Linked DNA regions of Canis lupus: region 1 is linked to region 2. A link is a contact called in public Hi-C data. All regions are on one chromosome and are shown on one strand. The core of a region is the stretch at or near the end of the contact, and the rest is flanking DNA. Distances in the headings are between cores, read along the strand shown. Region 1 holds the start of LOC119871823. Region 2 holds the start of DDX10 (probable ATP-dependent RNA helicase DDX10).

Region 1 (4,581 bases), core at 1,017-3,516, 900 kb after region 2:
GGGGAGCTAAGGAAGGTTTTTAGATTCTCAGAGGGTTGTTTAAAAACAAACAAAAAATAGAGCAAAAAAAGAGTATGTGACCAGAGACCATGTGTGGCTACAAAGATGAAAAATTATCTGGTCCTTTGCAGAAAATTCTTGCCAACCTCTGTACCTGTCACACAGAGGACTGCACCTACTAAGAAGCTGAGGTGACTTTTACTAAGGCAAGAGTCATTAGTTCAGCATTTAAAACCTTCGAGAAATTACTATAGATCACCATGTAAAGCTGGTGAAGATGAATTCTATCTTCAAATTAAGTTTCTTTTCAGCTCAACATTTATCAGATTTCTATTATTACACGATTATGGAAGACACTGGAGTTACATAATGAATAAAACAGGGCCTTAACATAGCTGAAAATCACTTCAGGGAGTCATCTTCTCTGGGAGAAACGATCCATGCAATATCCCAAGCAAAAGATACGGGCCTGTATGAAATGAATTTCATGCAAAATTTTATGTCTCTCTAACTTTTTCTAAGGATATGGAGGCAAGGATGGACTGTGGGTGGTTGGAAATATGTGCTTGTAACTCAAAATCAGAAGGATAGAAAAAGAATGAAGAACCATTTAATAGATACTTTACAGTAATTATTATATAAATCCCAAAAGGTGAATGGTGTTTTGCGGTTTCTGTGTCAGGTCATACCCCAATGCCCATATTATTTTTCCTAAACCAAACTGCCTCCTAAAGCAAAATCAGGGCTGAAGATAAAAGATTAAGGATTGATTCACAAATCTCTCAAACCCTGGGGCAGCAGATGGGGAAATACTACAGAGTAAGAGAAGACTGTCAACTGCAAAGCCTGAAGAATTGCTTCTGTTTGATTGTAGAAAGAGAAAGGCAAGCTAGTGAAAACCTCTGAAAACAAGTGATCACAATGTGTGGAAAGAACTCACAGAACCAAGGTAGTTTCACAGAGGCTAAGAAGTTCAAAAGCTTTAAAATCTTCAGTACCTTCAAGCAGGGTGGATGGGGAGATGAAATCACTGAATTTGGCCAACGGGATATTTTACACTGTTGTCCAGTTTGGTAGCCCCCAGACACATGCATCTATTTAAATTTAAATTAATTAGTTAAAACCACATAAAAACTTTAAAAGTTCAAAATTCAGTTCCTTACTTGTACTAGCCACATTTGAAATGCTTGAAAGCCACATGGTCAGCAGCCGCCTTACTGGACACCAAACATGTCCACCATCGCAGCAGGTCCTAGAGGAGCATGTTTCTGCAGACATCCGGTGATGCACAAGTAAGGACACACTGGGGAGATGGAGCAGGTTTCCCCTATCCTGTCTTCTGTGGCTGGTGAGTGTGCTTGATCTGACCGTCTCCAGCGGGCAACTGTTCACTGTTGCAATCCAGCCCCAGCCTCACTCTCTCTCCCTGGACTTCTGTTCTTTCCTCCTCCTAACCTAGGAGGCTCCGTGGAAGTCATGCCTCCACTGCACAGCACTCCGGTTGGAGCTGTTCTTCCAGGGGCAGGGTCCGCCCGGGGGCCCCACCGCTGCTCTGCGGGCGTGATTTTCTCCCCTTCTCTTCCCTGCACTCACATAGCTCACCGGGGCACGGGGACAGTACACTCACGTCCCACACAGGACATCAGGGCGAGGGCATGGCTAATCACCATCCGCTCCCGCGTCTTCAGGCCCCTGCTGGGTCCTACTCACTGTGTTACCATGTACTTGGGCCTCGCGCCAGTTTGCTCGTCTCCTTCCTTCTCTGCCTCCTCCCGCCTTCCACCAGCCGCTCCGCTCAAGAACTCCATTTCCTCCAGGCGCCCCCACAGACCTGCAGACCAGAACGGTTTCTCTCAGTACGAGCATCCTCCGCGACTTGGCGCAACCCATCGTTCCCGCCCTACGACCCTCCGCGGCCTCCGCAGATCGTCCTGCTTGCCGTGTGGTTGCCCCCTTCATTGCCACGTTCATGCACCTTCCCTCTCCTCTCCGTCGCCCGCGCGACGTCTCCTTCAGACCCCAGGCCCCTCTCTTGTTCCTCCAAGAAGATTCAGGAGGCGGGCATCACTGCGCGACCGAGGCGCACAACCGCCTCGATAGCGTCCCTGTGCGGAGCTACCAGAAGTCAGACGCGCTCCCGGTCCCCGCTCTTGCCGTAAATACGACGACCACATCTTCGCCGTAAGGCAGAGCTGTTCACGCGCGGAAGCCTCGAGGCCGCGCCAGAGACGAGGACCGCCGGGCGGCGAAGGGGGTTGTGGGAGTGCCTTTCGTCGCCCCGCAGACTCATGGGAAATGTAGTGCTGGCTCCTCCAACATGGCGGCGCCCAGGCTTTCCGGGACACAATGGTGAGGCTGGCGAAGGGGAGGGGGTACCGGCGTGGCGAGAGACCCGCCTGAGCCACGGCAGAGATATATGGCGCTTCATCCTGGCGGGCGGGATGGCTGCAACCCCGCCTTCTCCTGTCGGCCTCACCCGCCGGTGCCCGAGGACAGAACGAGGACAGGGATGGCGGGAGCGGGCCCCTGGGATGGTCCGTGGGCACGGCCCTGTTGGTGTTCGGTGCGGATGCTCACGCGGCGTCTATGCCGCTCCTCTGTCTCCTTTGGGGTGGGGGACGAGCGATTGCAGCCCGGGCGGGGTACGTCCGGCGCTGTCGGGGCTGCCCTCTCTGGTCCTCGGAGTGTCAGGGTGCGGGTTCAGCCAAGTTTATGTAACAGACGTTTACCGGGTTCCTGCTGTGCGCCAGGCACTCAGGTCTGGGACCTCAAGCAGACGACAGTTTTCTGGGCTAGCCCGACCCCCAAACAGGTGATTATAATACAACCTGAAAATGGCAGAGAGAGAGGTACACACCAAGTAATAGAGCGTTGAAGGGGACCACCAAACTCAGAATCCTGACGTGGTTTAGGAGATAAGAAGGCAAGGTAGGTTAAATGTGGTCAGTAAACGTTTGTGGGATGGCTGCTTGTTGCTAGGTCCTGTTCTAGGTGCTGAATGCTCCAGGGTGAGTAATACAGACAAAAATCTCTGTTTCATAGTTTATTTTCTGGTTAAGTTAGAGGACAAAGAGAGAAAATAAATTAATGAGGCATAAGAAAATACAGAATAGGTGTTCTTAAAGGAATTAAAATAGGGTGAGACGACCAGTGATGGAGTAAATTTTTTCTAATTATTTAAAATTTTATTTCCTTTTTTAGTAGGCAGTGCAATTTGAATAGCTACTAAATTCAAAAGTTATGACAGAAGAAATCTCCCTCTCATTCCTGTACTAGCCTACCCATTTCCCTTTCCTGGAGCCAACCCATATCACTAATTTCTTTTTTGTTCTAGAGATTTATATGTATACTCTTTATACCTGTGCTTTAATTTATAAACAGGCCTCATCTGAGAGGAATTTGAGTTCTTTCTAACTTTAGCTGTTAATGAAGCAAAATTTACCTACAAGCACAGGAACATTTTTCTATACTGCTTTCCTGCATTATGGATATTCTTTTGTTCAGGGAGGGCAGGTTCACACATTACTATTACCACGTAGGGCAATCTCCAATAGGGTATGTTGGGATTAAACTTAGTAGCAGAGTCTGTGTGATCTCTAACCTCGTGTTATCCTACAGAGAGTGCTTAGACTGTCTTTTATTAGACTGGACTCAGTATGGCTAATACTTTATCTAGTAAATAATGACGTCACTCCCGTCACATCCTGTAACACTTCTACACACGTGCCAAGGAGAATCCAAACCTTTGTGCAGTCGTGGAAATTTCTTGGCCAGGGATGTGTCCTTGTTAGAAAGGGGTACCTCCAGACCTCAGCAGCTGGTATCAGGCTATTCCTTTTTTTGAGGTGACTCAGACCTCCTGGGGCAGCACATTGCTAAGTCCCTGGAATGGGGAACAAATGGGCTTTCAGAGCTATCTGGATTTGTCTTTGAAAGGGAAGAAGGAAGAGAGGACAGAATGTGATCATGAGGCTCCATCTGCTGGTACTGGGCTCTTAGTGTCATACTTTTAAAAGGATGTATTCAGCATCCTGTCTTTCTTATTTCTTCCACTTTGCAGTGTTTATTCATGTGACATATTAAGAAAAGAATTTTTGGTGCATTCATCTCTTGTTTGCAAGATGCCATTCCAAAGATGATGATCTTGGAATACAATGACAATAAGATAGTTCCTTTGAGAGCCCTCAACTTTACTTTGTCTTCTTAATTCATTCTAATCTGGCCTTTTCTGGAAGTTATCAGCAATCGATTAGTAGACATATTTAATACTTTTGGCAAATTTATGAGATAGTGTCAGAGTTTAACACAGCCAGCCAGACATTAAAGTGTAGAAAACATTTTATTTAGTAACTCTTGACAGTAGGGGAAAGAGCTGAGCTCCATTCCAATTTGTGAGTAATGATTTGGGTGTTTTAAAGGTAGAATGGGGTGGGGGGCAGAGTAGGGGCTTTGTAGAGTCAAAGAAGTGAAAAATCACAAAGGGTTGGTCATTGCAAATGCAGTTAGGCCACCTGTGTTTGCTAGCCAGCAGTTATAATAGTTAGGATTCTATCCTATGAGAAACAGGCCCTATCCTTCCTG
Region 2 (4,593 bases), core at 541-3,040:
TTCAGAACTACGAGAGAACAAATTTCTGTTGTTTTAAGCCATGAAGTTTGTGGCAATTTGTTACAGTGGCAAGAGGGAACTAAAACGGTGAATTCTGGAGTCAAAGATAATGACCTTGTGTATTTAAAATATTCTGACAGGTAAAGACATCCACAGCACCATCGGAAAAAAAGAATACGAACTCAGAGGAGCTGTGGGTAGAATACAAAAGGGAGCCAATAACCCACAAGAATAAGCACTGGGATTACAAAAGAGAAGAAAGGCTGGGACCATACCCCTTAAACAAGTCTGGTTAGATAAAGAAGACTCTAAAATGCAATCAATGGTTTCTTAAAATGGTGTGCGTATGTCAATAGTAGTAATAACGTAACAGCTAATATATTTATATGTATCAGGCATTGTGCAGATAAGCTTTAGAGTCACTAACTTCTCCAAACAACTTATAAAACAGGTATTACTATGCCTTTTAAAGATAAGACAAGGGAAGCAGAGAGAGTAAGTAACCTGCCCACACATTCAACCGGTGACCAAAAGCCAGGATCAAATTATCATTTACCTTAACTCAAAAGCCTAAGCAAAGACAAAGGTTATCTATCTAATCTTGTTGACCTAAGGGTCCTTTAAAGGAAAGCCATACCAGCATGACACCTGATGACTATAATTCCAGAAACGTCCCACATATTAAATCCTTGACTACACCGCAGTAGAAGGGGCAATTACTGAGAGGGGAGTGAGGTGGGTGTCGGCCAACACATCGGGTTGCGGGGGGGGGGGGGGGGGGGGGGGGGGGGGGGGAGGCGCAAGAGGTCAAAATGGTAACTACAGGGCTATTCAGAACATCGAGTACAATGGGGGATGGCAGGTGCCAGGCACACACCAGGAGCCCAGCTTTCCTGTGCCAATTCCTGGACGGGGACACGAATCAGGGAGAGAAAATAAGCACAAGAAGGGACGCAGATGCGGCGTGAGGCTTTGGACTTGGAAAGACACGGGTATTTAGGCTGCAATCCCACACCACCTACTAACATGTGAGCTGAAAGCAAGTACGTTACCTTCTCGGAGCCTCCACGCTCTCACCTGCAAAATGGGAATAAGACCCAGACCCAGTTCAGGTCAAATAATTAACGTGAAGCACACGGTGAGGGGCTGAAATCGTAGGTGTCGTCAGTATGACTACTGCCGTTAGTACCACTGTTATTACCCCGTTTCACTAACTCCTTGCTCTTAAAGAGCCACTTCAGCCCCATCCTTTCTACCGAGCAGGGCGGCGAGCAGAAGAGCGACTGGAGGGTCCAGAGCCTGGTCCGCGGGGCCGGGCGGACCACCTGTGGGGCCTCAACTGTGCTGGGGGGCCCGGCCGCACCTGTCACCCCACCCCACCCCGTCTCCAGCCCCCCTTCGGCCCACCCATGACAGGTCTCCCACCGCCGCGAGGACGCGCAGCCCCGCGGCCCGCCCGCCGCGCCGCCCCCGGCCTCACCTTCTCGTAGTTCTGCGTGAGGCGGCTGATGGCCTCGCGTTCCACCTGCCACTCGGGCTTCTTCAGCTGCTTCCTCAACTGCTTCTTTTGGCTCTGCTTATGGCTGTGTTTCTTCTTCCAACGGTTGAAGCTCCGCACCGGGTCGGGCCGGCCGCCCGGCCCCCGAGAGTCGGCAGTTTTGCCCATAACAGCAGCGGCGGCGACAGAGCCGACCTCCCCCGGACACCAGAAGCCTCAGGCCAGCCGCACCGTCCGCAGTGAGGAGACGCGGAACCAGCGTGGGGATAGAGAGGCGACGGCGCGTGCGCGGAACCCGGAGCCCGCCCCCGAGCTTTTGAAACCGGGGCACGCGCCGTTGACGGCAAGCGAAGGCTGAACGCTGATTGGCTACTTGGATTCCGCAGGGCGTAGCGGGCAAGCCGCGGGGAGACGGAGGAGGAGCGATCTGAGGAAGGGGGCGGGGCTAGCGGCGCCTGGCGAGCGCCGGCTCTTTAAATGGGCGCATGCGCACGGGTTGCTGCTACTACGGTGACGTCACACGACTCGCTTCAGGGTTGTTAGTGCGCGCTTGCCCTGGGTTTAATCTTGGCAAAGCGTGCGCTTACGCACTCATGCACACTCTCGCGCACACGCGCACTTGCCCAAAGCTCAAACACCTATTTAATAACTTCCAAGTTGAATCTGAGTCAGGATACTGCCCCAGGAATAAAAAAATGAGTGTTCTATATCTTAATGTCCCTGTTTTTGCAGACCCCTCAGACTCCGCTGCAGCAGCAGGAAACAAGCAGAATTGAACTGAATTTGCCTTAAAATGCAGTTATGAAGACAAAATGAAAACTAAAAATAAAGAATTGGAAGAAAAGTTATTTGCAGGTTGGCCATTTACATGAATCGGCCTTCGATGAATGGGGGGAGGCTAAGATTTTATTTATTCATGAGAGACACAGAAGAGAGGCAGAGACATAGGCAGAGGAAGAAGCAGACTCCCCATTGAGCGAGGAATCCTGATGTGGGACTCGATCCCTGGACCCCAGAATCAAACCTGAGCCACAGGCAGATGCTCAATAACTGAGCCACGCAGGTGCCCAATGAATTGTTTTTTTGACACATTTATCTGCAGTGGCCACTAGTATACACTGGATAGAGATGAGGGCAGAGCTGTGGCAGGGAAAGAGATTAGGCTCAAAGTTCACATGCAGGCTGTTCAGGCCCTCATATTATTTTTCAGTGCCATATAGCCAGATGACTACCCCCAAACACATGCCCATTCCCTAGACAGAAGATGATTGGGGAAGCAGAGACTGTGACCCAGGGAATCTTCAAACCCAGGGTCCCTAGATGTGGTGGAGGGTAATGGTCAATAAAGGGAAGTTATTTAAAAGTTTCTATATACATCCACAAAAAATTAAAGATACAATGACCCTATGATCCAACAATTCTATTTCTGGATGTACACACAGAAGAATTGAAAGCAGGGTCTGAAATAGATGTTTACAAACCCGTATTCATAACAGCATTATTCCCAATATCTAAAAGGTGAAAGCAGCCTATGTGTCCATCCAAGAATACTGGATAAGCAAAAAGTGTTATGTAGGTATGTTGGAATACTATCAGGCCTTAAAAACAAAAGAAATCCTGACAATGCTGCAATGTGGATGAACCTTGAGGACATCATGGTGAGTGAAATTAGCCAGTCACAAAAAGTCCTGTGTGAATCCACTTGTCTGAGATATTTAGGGAGTCAAAATCAGAAATGAAAATAGAATAGAGGTTGACAGGAACATGGGAAGTTACTGCTTAATAAGTATATAGTTTCAGTTTTGTGGGATGAAAATAGTTTTGGAGGTTGGTAGCACAACAATGGGAATGTACTTAATGGCCACAGAACGATACACCTAAAAATGGTTTAAATGGTAAATTTCATTTTATCACAATTTTTAAAATTGTTTTAAGTATCTATATACAATGAATGAGGCTCTCAGCTCTATTACTCTCCTCCTAAAGCTAAAGCAGCTAGGTGTATACATACCTCCGGAAAAAAAAAAAAAAAAAAAAAAAAAAAAAAAAAACCTGAAAAAGTCATCCCTAGGAAAAATGGCCCAAGAGACAGACCTGGACCTGACAGCATTTATGCAACCACCAAAGAAATAGCAGGTTGCTAAACTGCCTCATCTCTTCAGTGAAGCCCACTCTTCATGAGCTCTCCCATGCACTAGTCATTTCTAATCAGCCCTACTCAAATATGAAAGAGTAATAAAAACCACCAAATGTTTCAGGAAATTCTTTGACTTAAATGTTGGAAGCTAAACCTAATAAACCAATGCAGAAAGCAAAAGAAATCTTCCAAAGAAATAATTAATATTTTTAGAAACATAAGGCATTGCTATACCCATGAAAAAGAACAAAAACTATTCAGAGAATGGAATAGAACTCTTAATAGAAATGATTTTGTTTGTAATGGAAATCAAATTTTTGACATAAAATAATAGAAAATTTGAAGTCTAATCACAATGAACTCACTCTCACATTCTGAAGTCATTAGGATGAAATAATTTGTAATATGAATAGTTCACATCTTGATTGCATAAAATGACACCTTTATGATGATTTCAACTTTTATTTGCCCCACTATCTTGTATTCTGTAGAAACGATCCCTAGGCAGGCTTTCAGTTTTGACATTGAGAACATTAGTTTTTCCAACATTTTTTTTTAAGATTTTATTTATTTATTCATAAGGACAGAGAGAGAGAGAGGCAGACAGAGGCAGAGGGAGAAGCAGTCTCCCTGCAAGGGGCCCGACGTGGGACTGGATCCTGGGTCTCCAGGATCACATCCTAGGCTGAAGATGGCGCTAAACCACTGAGCCACTCAGGCTGCCCTCCAACATTTTAATAGTGACATCTATGTTCTCCATTACTAACAAGTATTCAGAAAGCTCCTAAAGAGCTGAAAAGGATGTGGAAACATGCCTGGTACTAGTACTACAGACATAGGCAAAATTTCAATTGGGGGAGCAGCTATACTAAAATTTGCTGAAGGAGTGACAGAGGAAGTGTAATATTTGTTCCTCATCATTGATATCCTACTTCCTATTATTCATCAGTTATTTTCT

Evidence for each region. A called contact is a pair of places that touch in the nucleus more often than the background predicts.
Region 1: a contact with region 2 is called in a Hi-C map of amygdala, with 7 times the contacts expected there. The contact joins the promoter of LOC119871823 here to the promoter of DDX10 in region 2. A contact is called at or near these places in 3 of 9 Hi-C or Micro-C datasets (amygdala and blood).

What each region holds. Positions count from the first base shown.
Region 1 is chr5:24,870,995-24,875,575 of UU_Cfam_GSD_1.0, forward strand. LOC119871823 reads right to left here and starts at 2,267. Exons shown (of 4, transcript XM_038536312.1): 1 at 1,719-2,267; 2 at 1,164-1,268. The coding sequence starts at 1,971. The region is part of intron 2 of ALKBH8 (alkylated DNA repair protein alkB homolog 8); the gene reads left to right.
Region 2 is chr5:23,972,387-23,976,979 of UU_Cfam_GSD_1.0, forward strand. It overlaps DDX10 (probable ATP-dependent RNA helicase DDX10), which reads right to left and starts at 1,791. Exons shown (of 15, transcript XM_038536261.1): 1 at 1,481-1,791. The coding sequence starts at 1,666.